Regions from separate parts of the Mus musculus genome. Here all the other regions are linked to region 3. Evidence: chromatin contacts called from public promoter capture Hi-C data. All regions are on one chromosome and are shown on one strand. The core of a region is the stretch at or near the end of the contact, and the rest is flanking DNA. Distances in the headings are between cores, read along the strand shown.

The links. Promoter capture Hi-C pulls out the DNA fragments that hold promoters and counts their contacts.
Region 1: a promoter capture Hi-C map of liver shows a contact between it and region 3, with 3 times the contacts expected there. The contact joins the promoter of Stk40 here to the promoter of Ak2 in region 3. A contact is called at or near these places in 2 of 39 promoter capture datasets (both in liver).
Region 2: a contact with region 3 is called in a promoter capture Hi-C map of liver, with 7 times the contacts expected there. The contact joins the promoter of Thrap3 here to the promoter of Ak2 in region 3. A contact is called at or near these places in 2 of 39 promoter capture datasets (both in liver).
Region 4: a contact with region 3 is called in a promoter capture Hi-C map of pre-B cells, with 4 times the contacts expected there. The contact joins the promoter of Trappc3 here to the promoter of Ak2 in region 3. A contact is called at or near these places in 2 of 39 promoter capture datasets (the C10 cell line and pre-B cells).
Region 5: a contact with region 3 is called in a promoter capture Hi-C map of pre-B cells, with 3 times the contacts expected there. The contact joins the promoter of Clspn here to the promoter of Ak2 in region 3. A contact is called at or near these places in 2 of 39 promoter capture datasets (hippocampal neurons and pre-B cells).

Annotation. Positions count from the first base shown.
Region 1 is chr4:126,102,049-126,106,024 of GRCm38.p6, reverse strand. It overlaps Stk40 (serine/threonine kinase 40), which reads right to left and starts at 2,068. Exons shown (of 11, transcript NM_028800.3): 1 at 1,879-2,068.
Region 2 is chr4:126,200,753-126,204,404 of GRCm38.p6, reverse strand. It overlaps Thrap3 (thyroid hormone receptor associated protein 3), which reads left to right and starts at 1,695. Exons shown (of 12, transcript NM_001356455.1): 1 at 1,695-1,835. Gm25323 (a small nuclear RNA gene) reads left to right here and starts at 3,128; the gene lies at 3,128-3,230.
Region 3 is chr4:128,991,127-128,994,923 of GRCm38.p6, reverse strand. Ak2 (adenylate kinase 2) reads right to left here and starts at 1,700. Exons shown (of 7, transcript NM_016895.4): 1 at 1,488-1,700. The coding sequence starts at 1,580.
Region 4 is chr4:126,260,996-126,264,932 of GRCm38.p6, reverse strand. Trappc3 (trafficking protein particle complex 3) reads right to left here and starts at 2,528. Exons shown (of 5, transcript NM_013718.2): 1 at 2,396-2,528. The coding sequence starts at 2,437.
Region 5 is chr4:126,555,187-126,558,797 of GRCm38.p6, reverse strand. Clspn (claspin) reads right to left here and starts at 1,818. Exons shown (of 26, transcript NM_175554.4): 1 at 1,661-1,818. The coding sequence starts at 1,684.

The DNA of each region.
Region 1 (3,976 bases), core at 819-3,318, 2.9 Mb after region 3:
GAAAGTCCTACCTTGCCATTGCCAGCAGCTTAAACAACCTGAGATCTCAGAGAGAGAAGAGCACTTTGGGGAGCACTTGAAGGGGTTGTCCACCTAGCACTGACCACACGGTGCCTTCTCAGCACAGGTCCAGTAGGTCTATACTCTCTTCTTGGAAGCATGTGATGGTCTCTGACGAAGTGTCTAGCTCTCTCACCCTCCTCAACTCCTCACAGAGAATGCGATCTAAGATACAGATCTAGTCCTGTCACTCCTCAGCTAAAAGCTTACTGGCCTCTTGTGCACTAGACACAAAGTTCCAAATGATCCATGAGATGTTCATTTTTTTTTATTAACTTATATTGCTTTACTTTGTGCCCTGTCGGCTTCCATACCACTCTACTGACACAGCTAAGGTTGTCTCTCTCTGACTCTCTGTACTTCTCTCCAAATAGCATCTCCCATTTTACATGACTAAGCCTCCCTCCCCCTTTCTGTCCTTCCAGTCACTATCCTCCTGTCACTACTGCTCAGGCTTCCCAGACTGAGCTAGCAGCTTCCCCACTGGGCTCCCTCAGCATTCAGTTTCTGTTGCTTTTGTAGATCACATTTCACCTATCTGCTTGCAGGTCAGTTTCCTCTAGCTGGACAGTGAACTAGTTCGGATAAGAACCTCTTTATTAGGTGTTAGCGCAACTCTCCATAATGACTCTTTTTACCATGGCCAGTGGTTTGCAAATGAGGACGAATACAAATGACCCAAGGTCGGGCAACCAGAAAGCAGCGGCACCAGAATCTGAATTTAAGGAGTCCAGAGCAAGGTTGACACACACTTTTAATCCCAGGCTTTAAGGAGTGAGCCTCCAAAGCCTACGAATACTACACAGCACTAGGCTCTACAGGCAGGGCCCTTTTGTTATGAGAAAAATGAATGAATGAATGAATGAATGAATGGGGACTATCTCTGGCAGAGATAGTCTAATCCACAATCAAATAACAGGGCCTTTAAGGAGGAACTCACAACGTTGTTTATAAATAAGGGCTATAGGATTTTGCTCTTCCTTATCTCATGCAAAACTACTCAGCCGAGAGGGAAAGGCGCCCAGCCCAGCGTGACTACCCTCTTCCTCAATGATTCTCAAAACCAGCAAAGCCAACCGGTTTCCTCCAGTGACTTAAAACAGAGCAAAGTCTATCCTGCCACCGAAGGTGGCTGTCAGCTCTTCCTTCTGCCAACAACCTGGGGGAGTGGGGGTGGACGGAGAAGCCACCGGGAATCCGAAAGCTCCTACCCAAGATTGAAAGGTGGGGCCAAGCATCGTAGGAATGGGCGGGCCTGACCAGGATGGCAGGTGAAACACTGACCACAGCAAGCTCTCCCACGGTGAAGACCGGCCCAACGTGGATCTGGCAAGCAGGTTGCTGTGACTCGCACCTGAACGCCGCCCAGGATGTGAAAATTCCCCAGCAGCGATGGTGTTGGTGCCAACGGGTGAGGGCTCCAGGAGGAAAACCTTGGCTGGCTCTCCTTGGGGACTCGTTCTAACTTTCAAGTCACTCTCTAGGTCAGGAGAGAAGCATGGAGAGGAGGAGCGGGTCTCTCTGGGAGAAAAACTAGAGCGGGCCAAACGCCGGCTGCTTCGATGACTGGTTGAGTGGGTCTGGGCAAGGCGAGCAGTGCCCATTTCCCAGGGCTGCGGCAAAAGACCGAGGCTCCCGGCAGCCGACGCCCCCGCTGCCGGGAAGGACAGACCTCCAGTGGCGGAGGGGGAATTCACTATAGCCGTTCTGGTCGCGCCGGTCAGCTTCGGGCTGTCACCGGGGTCCCTCCGCCACGGTGGCCCGCCCCGCCAGCACGCAGCCCCCACCCGGCTCCGCGTCCCGGGACCCCGAACTCACCTTTCCCGGGGAATCAGCGCTCCTTGCCCATAGTCCGCAGCCCAGAGTCGGGGCTGCTCGGCGCTCCGTCCCGGGGGCCGGGGCCGGGCCGGGGGCGTGGGAGCCGCTCACCGCCGCCTCCCAGCGCAGCCGCCAGAGCTGCCGCCGCCGCCTCCCTCCATGGCTGCGGCGCCGCCACCTGACAACGGAAGTGACGCATAGGCTCTCGGCCCCGCCTCCCGCCCCCTCGCCTGAGTTTGGGGTTGGTGCGCCATCTTCAGGATGGGCGGAAGCCTTCAGGCAGGAAGCCCAGATAAGATCGCCAATTGGTTCTGGGTGGAGTCTGGGTCGAAATCTGTAAAGTGATTGGACAGTCAGGGGGCGGTACTTACCGCTAATCTACATCTACAGTGGGACTGGGACAGAGGCGCCGGTCCGCCTTGGCTCTGCAGAACCTCACCGACTTATGCTCTCCTTGCTGGGGTTGGGGACGTCTCTAAGTGGTTGCAAAACCCGCCAACTGCACTGCATTCTTTAGAAAAGTAGTCTTTCTTTGCTCCCCATTTCTCGGCTTCTGGAAATTTGTGTGGGAAAGTGCTGAAGTTGGGTACAAGAGAAGTCAAGAATTGGCTGTCGCTACTGTCACAATTCATTTCACTTTAGGCCCTTCAGAAACCCCAAAGATGGCCAAGTTCATCTTGGACATCCCTAGAGTCTTGTCCAGGGAGATTGCAGTGAAGAGTTCCAATGAACGACTTCAGCCGGCTGTCTACCTCACTCCCTCCTGCCAGTTTCCGTCCTTTCTCCTCCTTCAGCAGCCACGCCCTCCATGAATCAGCTTCTTGCACCAGCAGATGAGCCCTTTAAAGGGATTGCATCAGTCTGGTGACTCACTGGGGGCCCTCGAAAATCCTGGCTTCCGTCCACTGCCGTGTAGAAGCGGCCAGAAGGGCTCGGTGGCAGCAGTACCAGCGGCCATAGTCCCACTCCTTTGTCTCAGAGTTAACAAGTGTACTTGATGACACTCTTCCCTCCCCTGGGTCATTCTGGATCCACGTGTAGACACACGTGGACACGACTAAGCCCTGCTAGGACACCGAAGGCTGGTCTTCATAATGAAGTCCCAGCCTGAATCCTTTCTTAATGTCTTTGATTGGCTTGGTGGCCATTCAGCTGCAGATAATGCTGAATAACTAGTAATGATACCAGCTCCTAAGGCCCTGTCTTATGCAAAATGAGGCACTTTTAGAGACCTGTTAACAAATGCAGAAGGTAGCACTCAGAGAGAGAGGGTAACCTCTGCCGTGACACCCAGCTAATAATGGCTGGGCTGTGGTTTGAAGAAAGTTTCGTGGGTTCCAAAAAGGCTAGAGCTTGAATCCCCATTGTATCACTTACAAACTAGGTAATTCAGTGTAAATCCTGGCTGCCCAAGTGGGGATAACACATTACACCAACCATGGGAGGACCCAAGGAGTTTCACATCCAGCTAACCACACCCTATAGATGCCCACTGGTCTCAGTCGGGGAACCTCTAGGAGGCACGTGACTCAAAGGCAGGCATCCAGAAGGCCGGCCCACTTTGCTCCTCTCTCTGACAAAGTGAGGAGAAAAAGGATTCCGGAAGCCCTGCCTTTGACAGGGATGAATCTTGGGTTTTCCAGTTCACTAATTACCAGTAAGATGAATCACTGGGCGCTGACACCACCATTCCAACTCCTGGTAGGCTCTCAGCTGACTCAAAATATAGAAGTTTTAACAAAGCAGAGGAGGAGAAAGTGCCAGCCAGAGGAGATTAAAAAAAAAAAAAAACTGTCATCAGGACACCAACTCATGGATCTCTGGGACATACATGGGTGGTGACAGTCTCCTGCTGGCTCTCCAACTCTGGCTCACTGGCAGATGGTGCTGCCATAACAAAATGACACCTGTCACAACAGCTCAAGATGGCTTCTTGAAAAGAGATAGGCAGATTGGACTATCACAGAAGGAGGGGAGACCTCACCCCCAGGAGCTTCTTCAGACTACAGAACCCCAACCCTACTTAGCAGCTGGGTTTTGGCTTCTTTGCGTCCAAGCTTCAAGGCCTGAGTATGGCAAGGTTTGGTGTTGGTTTTGC
Region 2 (3,652 bases), core at 446-2,945, 2.8 Mb after region 3:
AGCCATCACGAAGTACCACCACAGCTGGGGCATCAAGTCTCCAGTGTCCGTCAGGTCAAAGCCGCCTGCAGCTGGGAAGGTCTTCCTGTTCTAATCCATGGGCTCAATACAGGAAAGAGGGTGGGGGAAAGCCACCAATCCCTGAGCTCCCCAAGTTCAGGACTTGAGATCCCACCAATCCTTACTCCGGAAATCTCTGCATGCCCTGAAAAGCCCCGCCTCCGAATAAATCCTATATATATAACCCCTGTCCTTCGTTCACTTGCCAGGAGCAGAAACAGCCACTACTCTTCGAGTCTTTGTTCTGTACCCCAAACCCTCCCAATAAATCTGCTTTATGAGATTTGCTGCCTGGTATGGCTTTCTCATTGGAAGAAGCTAAGAAGAAAAGAAGCCATGAAGAGAAGAAGAGAAGAAAGATCAGGGCTGAGGCTCCCGAGCTGCAATGCCTCTGCTGAAGAGGCTTCCTCTCAGAGCGTAGCGGTTCCTGGGCCTTCCGAATCCCTGGATACCCTTCCTTCCATCTGAACAGGAACAGTTTCAATAGCTACAGCAGTACAGTAGCTCGTAAATGCATGACAGAAAAGGTGACGTTTGAACGCTTACATGTGCAGGATTCACTAAGGCAAGCAAGTGCAGAGAAAACCAAACTGCTCTAAAAAACCTTAGTGACCATGTGAGAAACAGCCTCGTAGTGACTTAACATCTGTAAGCTCAGCAGTCATGAATGAGGCTGAGACGAAAAGGCTGCCTTGAGTTTAGGGGACGGCCTGTGCTACCCGGTGATTTCCAGGACAGCTTGGCATACAACGGGAGATTCTGTTCTAAAAATTAAAGTTAACAAAAAACAAAAAAAAACAAAAAACAAAAACCAAGGAGAAAACACAAATCCCAGGGTTTCACTTTCCAGGACATTTGTGGTTCCACAGGTACTAATATACTTCCTGGGCCCATGTTCTTAAAAAACTTCTCTGGGCCAAGTTTGAGGCCAGCCTGCTCTACCTAGAGTATTTCAGTATACCGAGAACCCTGTCTAGAATCCCCGCTCCCCATGAAAAAAATCCCCAAACTAAAAACCTCTTTGGGCTCTTATTGCCATTAAATGGGACAGGAGGTGGCTGTAGGAGAGACCGAGATCCAACGGACTTCTGGGTCCCCTGAGATCACACTATCAAAACAACTCTTCTCCATTTTGCGTTGCGTTTTCTGGGTTCCGGGTGATCAAGTGCCTTCCTTTGTCGGGGACCTCCCAACAACTCTGTGAGGTACAAATTATGAGCCTCACTTTATACAACGATCTGTTCAAGGTCAGAAAGCAGGGGAAGGGTAAGGCACAGAACGAATGCCAAGAGGCCTGATGGCCACCAAACTAGAGACTTTCCGGGGACGTAAGCAGAAGACGAGTGGGTGGGGCTCGGGCCCTCCCTCAGTCCCCCGGAGAGGCCTCTCCAAAATGGTGGGGGCAGTGGCGTCAGCAACGCCCGGGCCCCTTCCGTCCACCTCCCTCCCTCTTCCTCAGGCCACCCAGGCGGGAGCGGGGGGAGGGGGGAACGGAGGCGCAACGCAGTCGCCCACGTGACCGCCGATCTTCGGGCGCGTGACGCAAAGCGGCGGGCCCAACGCTCGCTCTGCCTTGTGGGAAATAGAGTTCGAGAGGACGTCCGGTGAGTCAGGAGAGAGAAACCTAGGACTACATTTCCCAGGAGGTAGCGGAGCGAGGCGGTAGCCGCCGTCGTCGGAGAGCGGGGACGCGGGGCGCGCTAGCGGGCGGGGGCGAGCTTCGGGCCGGTTGTGCCGTTGCGAGATTGCAGCTGTAGTCGCTCCGGCCGGTCAAGGTGAGTGGACGCAGTTGATGGGAGTGAGGACAGCTCAGCTAATCTCTGTGTGTTGGGGTTTTCCTCTTTTCTGGGCGCCGGCTGGGCCCCGGCGAGGGTTAGGCCTAGCGTGCGGCGGCTTCCTCCACGCTCGGCCCGGGCCTGCTCCGAGCGGGCCCTGCTCCATCGGCTCCTCCCCCTCCCCGCCCTTCTCCGCTTCCCTCCGCTCCGGCCTAGTTCTCCGGGCTCCGGCCGCCTTCTCTCTGAAACAGCTTGCACACTTCTGTGCACTGTGCGGGAACGACGGCTTCCACCAACTCCATCTCCCCCCCGCCCCCCAAATCCTGTTTTACGAACCTCGTTATTTGAATTTTTTTTTTCCGGGAACTCTTGCACGCCCTTCCCCCACCAGTCTCCATTGGCCTGGTTCTGTCTTCTAGGGCCCATGTGGCTGCTAGCACACTAAATGTTAGTACTTCTTCTGTGTTTGTTTTTTTTTTAAACTTGTTTGTTCTTTTGTTTTGTTTTCTTCCTCTCTTGGCCAAAAGAGGCCTATTCCAAGTTTATTTCCTATCGGAAAAATAGTTCCCACTTTCTTCCTTTGGTTGCAAGTGAGGCCGACTTGCGTTCCTTCGGTGATTGGCGTGTGCCCTGCTGGTGAGAAGCAGTTGTGTCCCACACTTAAACAACTTTTCTCTTATTTTCTTTGCTCTTGTGATTCTTAATGGGTGGAGCGTGGCGGCGGTAGTTGGCGGCAACATTGGTGGCCCAGAAGTTGGAAGCCATCGGTGAGAGTCCTATGTTAACGAGGAGCTTGCTAATTGGATAGAAACAATATGGCAAGGACGTTATAGGACAGAGCCAAGAAAGACGGCTTTATCAGCTTTTGCGTTTAAATTTCAGTTTTTACTTTAACGTACTTAAGTTTTTTTGTTTTTTTTTTTCTTTTTCTAAAATGGCAGTGCACAACCCTGGCTACCTTTAGTGTAAATATTCAACGAAATTCACTGACGGTTAACCCCTTGTTACCGGGTATGGGAGTTTTCGATTGTGGGTCCTAAGTCGAAAGGCATGTATCCAACTGTCTTTTTTCAGATCTTTCCTAGTTTTGTTTGTGGAAATACTGTCCGTGTGTAGTCAATCCTATTATTTAGACAGCTTAGGTGTATATATTATTCTGTATAAATGTTAAAGACGGCTGGTGCCTTGAAACTTGTGGAGAAAAGTTGGTCTTTGTAGTTTTTAGTTAATTTGCAGATGTGTATCTTGAATTAATATTAGTACTTAGTGAATCAAAAAGTAATGCAGCGAGCTTGCTTTGGCAGCACACATACTAAAATTGGAACGATACAGAGAAGATTAGCAATGGCCCCTGCGCAAATGCAGCTATTTTGGCATGATTGCTTTTTTTTTTTTTTTTTTTTTTAATTTTTGTTTTGCCTAAGACAAGGTCCAGGCTGGCCTCTGAACTCTGTATGTAGCTGATACTGGCCTTGAACTCTTGAGCCTCCTACCTCTACCTTAGAGCGGCTTTTGCCCCTACACCCAACTTGTTTTTGTGTGTGTTGTTTTGTTTTTTGAAGACAGGGTCTTACTGTGTATCTCTGGTTGACCCAAGATTCCAGCCTCCCACTGCCTCGCAAAGGTGAGCCCACCACTCTGGTTTGATTACATTTTGTAAAAAGAACTGGTTGAAGGTTACTACATGTCTGGATGGCTGGGTGTGGTGGTTCTTGTCTTTAATCATAACACTCCGAGGCAATGGTAGGCAGGTTTCTGAGTTCCAGGCCAGCTAGAACTACATAGTGAGAACTTGTCTCAGGAGTGGGGTGGTGGGA
Region 3 (3,797 bases), core at 451-2,950:
AGCGTTCTACATGCACAGATATACACACATATACGTAGACTGTACAGCCCGAGATGCTGATCTGCTTGCCAAAATACTGAGAACTTGGCAAACAGAACAGGTGACGTGGGTACACAGGTGACATAGGTACACAGGTGACATGGGTTCACAGGTAAAGTAGCTTGCCGTCAAGTCTGACGGTCCGAGTTCGATCCCTGGGCTCCACATGGTAGAAAAAAGAAAATGATTCCAGCAAGTTGCACTCTGACCTCCACGTATGCATCACGGCACGCATGTCCCCACACACTCTTTCTCTACGTCCCTGCGCACACACACACACACACACACACTCTCCCACCTTATGTGTGACAGAGAGAGAGAGAAGGAGGGAGGGAGACGGAGGGAGACAGAGGGGAGGTATCTTTAAAAACATAACAATAAACTCAGCAGTGCTGTGAAGAGGGAGGACAGCACTCATTTGCTTGGGAACGCAACCTTGAAAGAATTCCCTCTTTAGAGCATAGTGATCATCAAAGCTTGGGGTCTGATGGGGAGGTAGAGTTGAGGGGTGGGTGGTTGTGGCCAAAGGCTGGGCAAGAAAGTGACACCAACGGCCCACCATATGAGCTTCCAAGCCCTACGTGCCAGCATAAATCCCAGCCCTGATCTATGGCCCAGATGCCAAGCAAGGGAGGCTCTGCAGTGGGGCAGAAGGCAATCCTTGAGGCCTCTGTGAAACCGATTTCACTAACTTTGAAAAGTCACTGGACCTCTACACCTGTTTTCTTACCTGTTGATCTAGCACGTTAGCGGCCCTCAATTGCTCAATTACAACCATCAGAGCCATCTCATGCTGCTCCATGAGCACTCCCTGCCCCACTCACAACCCCCCATGATGCCCGTGGCTTATGAACCGAATCTATACATTCACCTCCAGTTTTCTGGCCAGCTGGAAAGGTTTTCTCCCATCCCCCCACCCCCAACAACACTGGTGGCTCCCGCGGCTCATGCCTCACTCTTGGCAGAACGCCTCGATAGGCATACACCAGTAACCACTCTGCCCCACGTGGAGACTTCTTAGTACCCCTAATCATTAGCCATTAAAAAAATTAAAAGTTTCACCCCCTTATGCCTAGAAATTATCCCTGACTCAGGGCAATACGCTCTCAACTCCGAGGGCGACTTGGTCACAAAGCTTTCTCCCATTCGGGCCTGTGATCCAGAGCTTCAGCCTGGGGGATCGCCCTGCCTTTCACAATTTTCAAGTAACAGTCCCTGGATGCCCTAACACGATCCTGGGTTCCCCCAAGAACCTCCACCCAGCCTCCCCCTTACTGCGACTGGGACCCTCCCCTAAACACCGCGCCACAACTGGAGACCCCGCGAGGGTCCCTGCAGGCCAGGGCTCACCACCCAGCTCCGGGGCGGGAAAGGAGCTTCCGGCTCTCCGACCGCCCTGACCTTGTAGCTTCTCGGGCTCCACCGCCCGACACGGAACCGACACTCACCTGCGTCCCCTTGCCAGCCCCGGGCGGCCCCAGCAACACGGCCCGGATGCCCTTCGGAATCTCCGGTTCGGAAGCCAACACGTTGGGAGCCATGTCTTCCAAAGCTTCACTCCAACAGCCAGCCGCACACCTCACAGGTCTAGCGCTTCCAGGCCAGCGTACATCCTACTCCGGGCTCACACTGGTCGCTCGCCGCATCCGTCAACCCTCTCTACCCGCCCCCGAACTTGACGGGCACTTTCATTTACCAATCGTACGACGAGACTAAGAAAATTCTGTTTCCGATTGGGCAGAATTGGGAACGAGGAAGAGGCGGGCCAGCCTGGGAAGAGCTGGGGCAACAGAGCGCGTGCGGCTCTCGGCTGGTGTATGGAGTGGGCGGGAAAAACGAGAAGGAAGCCTGGAGCGGGTGAAGTTCTAGTTTGGCCTTTGACAGTTAATAACTCCAGAGTCTCTGTTTGAGCCCCGTAAAATTGCCTGTGAGAGTGTAAGTGGGTAAAATCACTCCCAGGAAACAAATTGGCAATAACGTAACCTTTGGACCAGTAATTCCACTTCCAAGAATTCAAAGGCAGAAACAAGGAATATGTAATGAGTTCCTGACAAAGATGTTGATGTCTAATAATAAGATTGGTTAAGTAAATTCCAACAAGTTTGTAATCTGACACCCTCTCCCTCCAGAACACCCCCATTGAACAGCACCATAACTTTGGCTATTTGGGAAGATCACATTTAAAGCTTGTCAAGGCCACGACGGTGAATTCAAGGCCAGCCTGGGCAGTTTAATGAGACCTTGTCCCAAAATGAAAATGAAGATAGCTGGGGCTGGCTATAGTACAGAGACAGAAGTTTTGGGCTCAATCCCCAGGACTGTAAAAATAAAACACATATGCATATATGAACACAGACAACCTTCCTGACTTTTAAGTCAGCAGAAAGACAGTTTTTATCCAGAGAGATGAGCCTGTCTTGAACAAGGCAATGATGTCGCCAGCTTTTAGGTGTGTCAAAGTTTCATCCTGTCCCAAAGGAGCCTTTCTCAACTGTAAGTGCAAGTGTGATTAGGAAACCATTCTTGCCCCACAGGCACAGTGCAACCATTTTCTACACCCTAGTGGTAAATGATGTTAACCAGCTAGCCAGATGGCTCAGCTAGTATAGACACTTGCCACCAAACTCTGAGGACCTGCGTTTGATTAACAAGACCCCACCCCCAATGAAAGAAAGAAGAGAACCAACTCCCACAGGTTGTCCACCGAGCTCCACATGTGTGCTGTGGTACACATATCTGCGCGTACATATATGTTCACACACAGAAAATAAGAAATAAATTCAAATGAAAAAAGAGAAACTAACATTCATACTTCTTGCTCATCCTGGATTTTCATGGGAGCCAGCTTGATCTGGTTGGGTTCTCTTAGTGGCCTTGAAGGAAGCAGGGGTTTATTGTGTCCTTTTTAAGACCGGAAGCGGAAGTAAGAGCTGATCACTATATAATTACATGGTCACAGGATTACAAGTAACACTGTGAACTAAGGGGCAGGGCAAAGTTCAGTCACTGGTGTCTAGCACTCAAGTGTGAGGGCCTGCGTTCTGGTGCCCGGCACTCAGGTAACGTCAGCAACTGTTTACAACCCCAGCCCTGAGGAGGTAGAGATCGGCAGACTCTTGGAGCTCACTGAGCAGAAAGCCTAGCCTAATGAGTGAGCTTCAGATACAATGGAAGGCCTGTAGAGAGAATCGATGTGTACTGTGTGGAAGCATCACCTGCCAATCAAAAGCAGATGGCCCTTTAACAAAAGGCAGGAAGTAGAAGATGGGAGTTCCGGGAAAGAGATGGGAACTCTGGGTGATAGTCAGAGGTGGAAGATGCTTGGCCCAGACTCTGGGCTCATGAGACTGAGAAGAAAGTAGCCATGTGGCTGAACTCAGAAGCGTTTAAATGGGTTGGGTAAGTGACAGGCTAGTCAGGGGACAAGCTAAAGCTATGGCCTAGGCAATTATTCATAAACAAAGAAGCCTCCGAGTAGTTATTCAGGAACTGGGGTACAGGTGGGAAAGCCCACGGCTACAGAAACCTTGTCTTGTCTCAAAAGAGAAGGTAGAGGGGCAGGAGAGATGATTCAGGGGTTAAGAGCACTGGGTGTTGGTTTGGCTCTCGACATCCACATGGGAAGTCACAACCCTTTGTAACTCCAGTTCCGGAGATCTGATGCAGTTCTTTCCTACCCTCAAAGGCACCAGGCACACGTGCAGTGCACATACACATGTACATGCAGACAAAACACTCACACATATAAGGTAAAATAA
Region 4 (3,937 bases), core at 1,279-3,778, 2.7 Mb after region 3:
ATAAGTAAATCTATGTAAGAAAAAAAAAAAGTGAGCTAGGTATGCCTGTAACCCCAGACCTGCGGAAATAAGATAAGAGGCAGGAGAAACAGGAGTTGGAAGCGAGTCTGGATCATCAGAAAAACCTTGTCTCAAACACACACAGGTAGCCAGAGAGAGCACGAGGCAAGCCCAGAGTAGAATCAGTAGGAACCAAGTAAGAAAATGCAGTCCCTAACTTCATTCACTCGCCGGACGGACTCCCAGTGGCAGGCACTGTTCTAGATGCTAGGACTGGAGCAGTGGAAGGGGCAAACCCTTGCCCTGCTTGAGTTCCCATTCTCATAGGACACAATGAAAACAAAAGGAGCAGGTTAGCCTGGTCTACATAGCAAGTTTAAGGTCAGCCAGGGCTATGTAGAGAGACCCTGGCTCGAACAAACCACATCAATACTGAGTCCAGGAGAAATCAAACAAATACTGATAACAGGATACAAAGACTAAGGAATAAGTGTCTGCTCCCATCACCAAGGAAACACCATCCATCCCCTTAAATTTAACACTCTTTCCTCTAGTCTTTGGTACCACAGCCCCCATTTTGTAGCTAAAGAAACTAATAATCACTTGAAAATGCCAAGGAACATGTGTATATTTTCTTCTAGATGACATTGTTTTCTAGCACAAAACTCTCAACTACTGTTATTTCTTCCAGAAATCTCCCCCATCGTGTGTATGTGTGTGTGTGCATGCTCGGTCCCCTAAAACTGATTCTTAACTTACCATCCCCAGAGTATGCTGAGGCCCACACAAATCCCTGGAAAATACAAACAAATGTGTGTATATGAAATGTGTGTATATGATGTCGGGTTTTTGCATTTTGTGTTTGCGGTGCTAGGATCCAACTCAGCTTTGATCACTGAGTTCGTGTTTGTGTAATTTAATATTTGTGTAGAGATGAATCATTGCTGTCATTGTGTCTTGAAAGTGGTCCGAGGGTTATAAAGAACCAGCCTAGGGACTTGGAGATTTAGGTCAGTGGTAGAGCGCTTGCCTAGCAAGCACAAGGCTCTGGGTTAGAGTCTCAGCTCTGGGGGTGGGGTGGGGTGGGGTGGGGAAGAACCAGCCTGGAATAACAGGGATTCCACCTGTGCTGGCTGTTCCTGGTATAAGACACAAAGTCTAATCATACTGAATCATACTGTCCAGAGTGGAGTACATAGGTTTCCAGATCTAGTCAGCAGGCAGGCAACCTCGGATTGGTCCCGCTGTTTTTTGAAGTCTGAATTCAGAGTATCCTGCATATGCATCCTACCACTGAGTTACCTCCCAAACCTGATGTGAGCCCCACACCCCACGTCCCCAACACTCTGTGTGTTAAAAATAGTTTCAAGTAGTAGCTTCAAGTAGCCTACGCTGGCCTCCATCTTATCTCGGGCTAAGGACAACCCTGAATTCCTGACCCTTTTTCTCTACCATCCGAGGGCTGGGATTACAGGCATGCATGAGCAAGCTTAGTTTACGTGGTGCTGGGAATTCAACTCAGGGCCTTGTGCATGCTAAGCAGACACTCTACCAACTGGAGCTACAGTTCCGCTCCCAGATGTTCAGTTTGAAACTCCAAAGCAAAGGCACAGCATGGGCAGTTCTGCAAAAGAATACACTAAAAACAAACAAACAAACAAACAAAAAACACTTGACAAGAAAGCCTCTTTCCTTGGGATTCGGAGAAAATTGATATCCACCTGACTCTCCAGACCCAGTCCAGCCCAGCCCAGCCTTTTGGGATTATATCCTGTCCCACTACTCCCAGGTTAGGGAAGGAACCACAGTTATCCTCTCAACCATTACAGGGGCCACTGAATACTTAGGCCGGCTCACTCCTTAATGTTAGATGGCAAGTCCCCTTCTGACAAGACCACTGTCTAAGTCTCACAATGCCTAAAGCATAGTGAAAAGCTGAAATATTCACTGTAGAAATGGAGGGGCATGGGTTTAAATCCTAACTCTTCCGAAGTGTAAATCTGGATGTCCCATAAACTTCACTGAGCTGTAAAACGCCATAACATTATCCACCTAGAAGAGGTTACCTTGTGATAATGACATAATGGAAGCAATAGCCTAGCACCAAACGCACAGTAAGAGATCAGTAAATGGTTGGTACTGTTATTGATTACCGTCGCTGTTGTTGGTTTAGCACTCGACCCCGAGAGACCTGGGTGTAGCGGGCGGAGGGGCAACTCAGGGGTCCCCCCAAGCTGCCCCAGCGCCGGACGCCTAGGGAATGACCCACACTGGGACTTCCCCATCCCACAGCTCACAGCAGGACTCATTTGACAATCACTTGGAGCGCCAGCACCAGGCCCCTTCCCAGGAAGCTTCGATTCCGCCCGGCCCGCCGGGTCACGCGCTCAGTTACCATTTTCTTGCTCTCCGTGCCACGGTTCGCCTGCCTCGACATGGTGCCCACCGTTCAGTGCCGCCTCACCTCACCTCCTCACAACCCAGATCCCAGACCCCGGGAGTCGCCGATTCAACCCAGCCGCGGCCCCTCAGCGTCTAGGACTGACCGGCCCCTCCTCACTGCGCCTGCGCGGTGTGGCGCAGAGGACCCCGGGACTTGTGGTTCGGCTGACCAAAGTCAGACTACAGCATCCGGCAGTTCTACCCGGAAGTCCCACCCGTGATTCAGCTCGAGCTGCAGCTCCGGAATGCTACCAGCGCCCGGGTGGCTGCACCATTATGGCCGCTAGGTGGCATCCGCACCTTGTGGTAGTCCTACATTGTCCACAGAGTGTCCTTATTTTCCTCCCCCACGACTGGCACTGTGATGTTCTGCAAATTCTTCTCTCTCCCAGACTGGTCTTGGAAAGTCCCTATTTCGAACTGTTTTCTGTTGCTGCAGATCAGCTCCAGAAGCGCCCAGGATGTCCTGAAAAACTAGCGATGGCTCACACAGAGGTCTAAAGTTCATTATAAAAAGTTTGCATGACCACATATTCTATGTCAGGATAGTTAACGGCTTTCTCTTTCAACTGCCATCTGTTCCCAAACCCCAAACACAGCCAAGCCCTGCATCCTTACACTTGTGGCCTTTTTAACAAATCCAAATCACTTACCGTCCCTTCTCTAGAACAGCTACCCTGCCTAGTTCCCAGAAAAACCAAGATGCCGGCTGTGGTGGCACTCAGTGCCGAGTTCTAATCCCAGGCTTGCCATCTGAGGCCAGATGCTGAAGTTCTTTCAGTTGCTGTAAATATTAATGAGACATGAGCACAGATCGTGGGCACAGAAAAGGCACAGAGGAAATGTGATTCCCTTCGAGCTACACTATCAAGACAGTCCAACAGATCCAAACACAGCCCAACAATCGTTGAGGAATGTGCTAGCTGACCAAACCCTTCTTACCCTTCACAGAGGCAAAGCCCTGTCATCACTGACCACAGCCCTTTGGATTTGGCTCCGGCCGTCTCTCCTTAGTGGTCAGCCCTGTGGGCACTGTGCTTGGAATTCAGGTCTCCTCGCTTCAGCCTGCTTGTCTGTCTCTGCAGCAACTATATACTGTTGTGTACCACCCGGCCTTCACCATGACAACTGCTCTGTCCAGATACTGAGCCAGCTAGGCTAGGAGAAGGCTGGAGGGGGGCAAGGGTTTCTCCCAGTCTTTCCCTGAGGTTATAGGACCAATCATTATTATAGCCTTCTCCCTGTAGTACAGACATTCCGGGGCCTCCCTAGAGGCAGAGATCCCTGACTCTCCATCCTGTGGCACGACCTCAGGAGGCTGCATGAGGGTCTCTAGAAGGGAGCAGAAGAAGAAGACAGAAGTCTGTAGCCTTGGGAGAGTAGCAGTGAGGCTAGTCCAGAGCCTCCTTCATTCCCAGGAGAGGGGACAGCTGAGGTGAAAACAGCAGTTGGCCAGCCTGTCAGTCGGTCTGGGCTCCTCCCTGCCGGCTGCCTT
Region 5 (3,611 bases), core at 569-3,068, 2.4 Mb after region 3:
ACTGGGAATTGAACTAGGATTCTCTGCAAGAACAGCAAGGGCTCTTAACCACTGAGCCATCTCTCCAGTCCCTTTTAAATTTTTTTTTAAAAAGATTTACTTTGTTTATGTGTAGGAGTATTTTCCCTGTATGTATGTAAGGGCACTGAGTGCAAACCTGATACTCATGAAAGTCAGAAGAGGACACTGGATTCTCTGGAACTGGAATTACAGATGGTTGTGGGTGACAGGAACCAAATCCAGGTCCTCTGGAGGAGCAGCAAGTGCTCTTACCAGATGAGCCACCACTCTAGCCCCCCTTTTCATTATTTTGCATGTGTGTGTAGGCACATTTAGAGAGGGAGTGGTGTGCTATAGAGCACCGAAGGAAGACAGAGGACAACTTGCAAAAATCTAATCTCTTCTACTAGGTGAGTCCTGGGGATAGAAGTCACGCTGTCAGGCTTCAAAACAAATGTCTTTATTTATGAGCCATCCTTCAGATCCCACTGTGATAGTCACACACACACACACACACACTCACTCATGTCATAATTGTGCTCACATACCATTCTTCTAACTTTGCCTCCCTGTCTTTGTCTCCTACTTTTATGTTTGTTTTCTTTCTTTCTTTCTTTCTTTCTTTCTCTCTTTCTAGTAAGAGTCAGCAAAAGTGTGGCTTATGAAGTCAGCCACCTTTTGAAAATAATGTTATTTAAATTAAGGCTTTTTAAAAAAATCCTAGTGAGGCAAAAAGACAGGTTGGTGCACAACGAGATCTTGATTAAAGTCTGTTATTTTGTTCAATATCTAATCGTGAAAACTTCATGTCAAAATAAGGCTTTCATAGCCAGGCGTGGGGGCGCACGCCTTTAATCCCAGCACTCGGCAGAGGCAGGAGGATTTCTGAGTTCGAGACCAGCCTGGTCTACAGAGTGAGTTCCAGGGCGGCCAGGGCTACACAGAGAAACCCTGTCTCAAAAAAAAAAAAAAAAAAAAAACAACAACAACAACAACAACAACAAAAAGGCTTTCCTTTGGTGATTAGGTTTTTCTGGTACCCCCATTAAATCTGTTCTTAAGGCAACTATTTGGCCCTAGTCCTGGCTCCAGAAAAGAACACAGATCACGGAAAAGGTTTTCTATGGCCAAATTCCACTAGTGAGTCACCAGCTACTGGAAGGACGCTGTGAGCCAGGCCACTGTAGGCAAAGACTGTGGGCCCACGCGCGACACCCTTACAAGTTCCTTCCAGAACCAGAGTTCCAACTGCTTATACCCCTCACCCTGTGCTTACAGAGACTCCCACCCCACAACTTCCAGGCCAGGCTGGCCAAGGCCTTTTTTTTTTTTTTTTTTTTTTTTTTTTTTGTGGGGATGCTGTAAAGGGAGCTTGCGCGGCAGGAAACGCGCCAAAGAGCAAGGCGGGCTGCAGTGACAAGCTGAGGACCCGGCTGGGCGGACAACAGCGCGCGCCGCCGAACCAGAAGCTGTGGGGACTGAGCGCGGGAAGCCAGATGGAGACCCTCCAGAGGCCCCCAGACTCAGTCCAGTGGTCTCGGAGCGGTGCACGCCGGGAATTGTAGTCCTCCCGGCTCGGCGCTCTGGCCCTGCTGGGTTGACTGTCCCACTCGGCCCTCAGCGAAAGGCCTCCACAGCCCGGACCAGAGCCTAAACTCACCTCAGAACCCACCTCGCCGGTCATGATTCCGGCCTCCCTTCCGCACAGCTCCAGGAGAACGTGTCTGCAGTAACCTCAACTTGACGGCGACAGCTCCCGCCGTCTCCAGCTCGGCAGCGAAGTTCGAGCTTTCGCGCCCAGACGCGGTACAACGCTCAACCTTGAGGGTTTGCACCAATCCGAGGGAGGGTTTCCCTCCGAGGCCCCACCCCTATCGCCCTGCCAATCAGGAGGCGCCTCCTGCCTGCCCGGCAAATGTAATTTGCGTTGGTTTGGCGGGTTGCGGCTGCTCTTGTCAAACAGATCTAGGAGTGGCTTTGGGGTGTCTGGGGGTTCTCGGGGAGCGAAGAGATCCCGCGCTATGGCTTAGAAAGAAGGTATCTTGCGAATGATGTTCTTGGACTTTTGACCTATGTCTTCGTTCGATGGGTCGTACCGTATGCAATTAGAGGAGAGAAATTTCAATGCAGGAAGTGAACTGGGAAGAAGTTCCCAGGATTCTGGGAGTGTCCCACACCTGAATTTTTTGCTGAGGGAACCTTAGACCCCAGTGGAGGCTTTCTCCATCAGTTCATCCCTGGAGCAATCCTAACCTGCAGAGTTAATGTTTTTACCTCTTCGGGTCGATTCTCTGTCCTTTCTTCCCCATGTTCTATAGGCAGGCAAGAATGTCCTTTCTGGACTGTATTGTCCCAGCTGACTTGTCTTTTGTCTTCTGAATGGTCAAGCCAGTGTTAAAACTCCTTACAAAGTTATTATAAAGAGACCAGCTGGCACAGGGAAAGAAAGATCTGAGTATTTATTATCCTCCATCCCACCCAAACCCCCCTCCTCTCTAACTCCCCCCACCCCCCTTCACCTATTCTGGTATGGTGACCAACTCTGTCCAGTTTGCTTAGGACTTTCCCAGGTTTAGCACGGAAAACCTCACATCCCTAGAATCTCCTCAGAGGATACGAGGGATGACAGTCACCTCTGACACTGGTCTCCCCTTTATCTGAATACACATTCAGATAAAAAACAACTCCATTTCTCCACATCTCCGCCCACTTCTACACCCCTAAGGGTCTTGAGCTGGGGATGCAGCTCAGTAGTAGAGCTCTTGCTTAGTTAGTTTGCATGAGGCCCTCCCTGGTATAATCTCCAGGCTTCCAAAAAATACAAAAAAGAGTCCCATCCTCATATTTTACCCCCTTTTTAAAAAAAAAAAGGCTATTTTACTATGACCGTATACATCAATGATTCACAAATATGCATCTATCTGTAGCACTTCCTCCAGCATTTGGAGGACTGACTTTTATTGGCCATACAGTTTGTGACAAACAATGGGCAGAATTTTATAATCATCATTCTCTTAATCTTTGGAGGAAGCGTGTAAGGGAAGTAATGTGATCGTCTCGCGTCCACTGTCACCTGCTCTTTATGATTTCCAGGCTCACCGAGAGCATCCTCCAAAATCTCCCTTCTCCTGTTCTGTTGCCCCAAATTACACTTCTGTCTAAAGAATTATTTCTGAGGGCTGGAACGACAGTTCAGAGGTTAAGATCACTGGTTGCTTTTCCAGAGGACCCTGGTTCAACTCCTATCACCAACATGGCAGCTCAAAACTATTCATAACTCCAGTTCCAGGAGCCCTGATACCCTTTTCTGGTCTCCATGGGCAACAGGCATGGATGTGGAGCACAGACATACATTCAAGCAAAATACCCATAAACACCAAAATGAATAAAAATGACTTTCATCTGTTAGCCTGTACTTCTAAAATTAGGCACTTTGGATCTTGACATAGCACACAGAATCAGTATACACAAATCAGTTCTAGGCCAGCAAGATGGATCAGCAGGTGAAGGTGCTTACAGCAGAGGCCTCAACCACCCTAGAGCCTAGGCGAGTTCTGTCCCTAGAACCCACAGTGGACGGGAAGGAGAGACTCCTCAAAGTTATCCTCTGA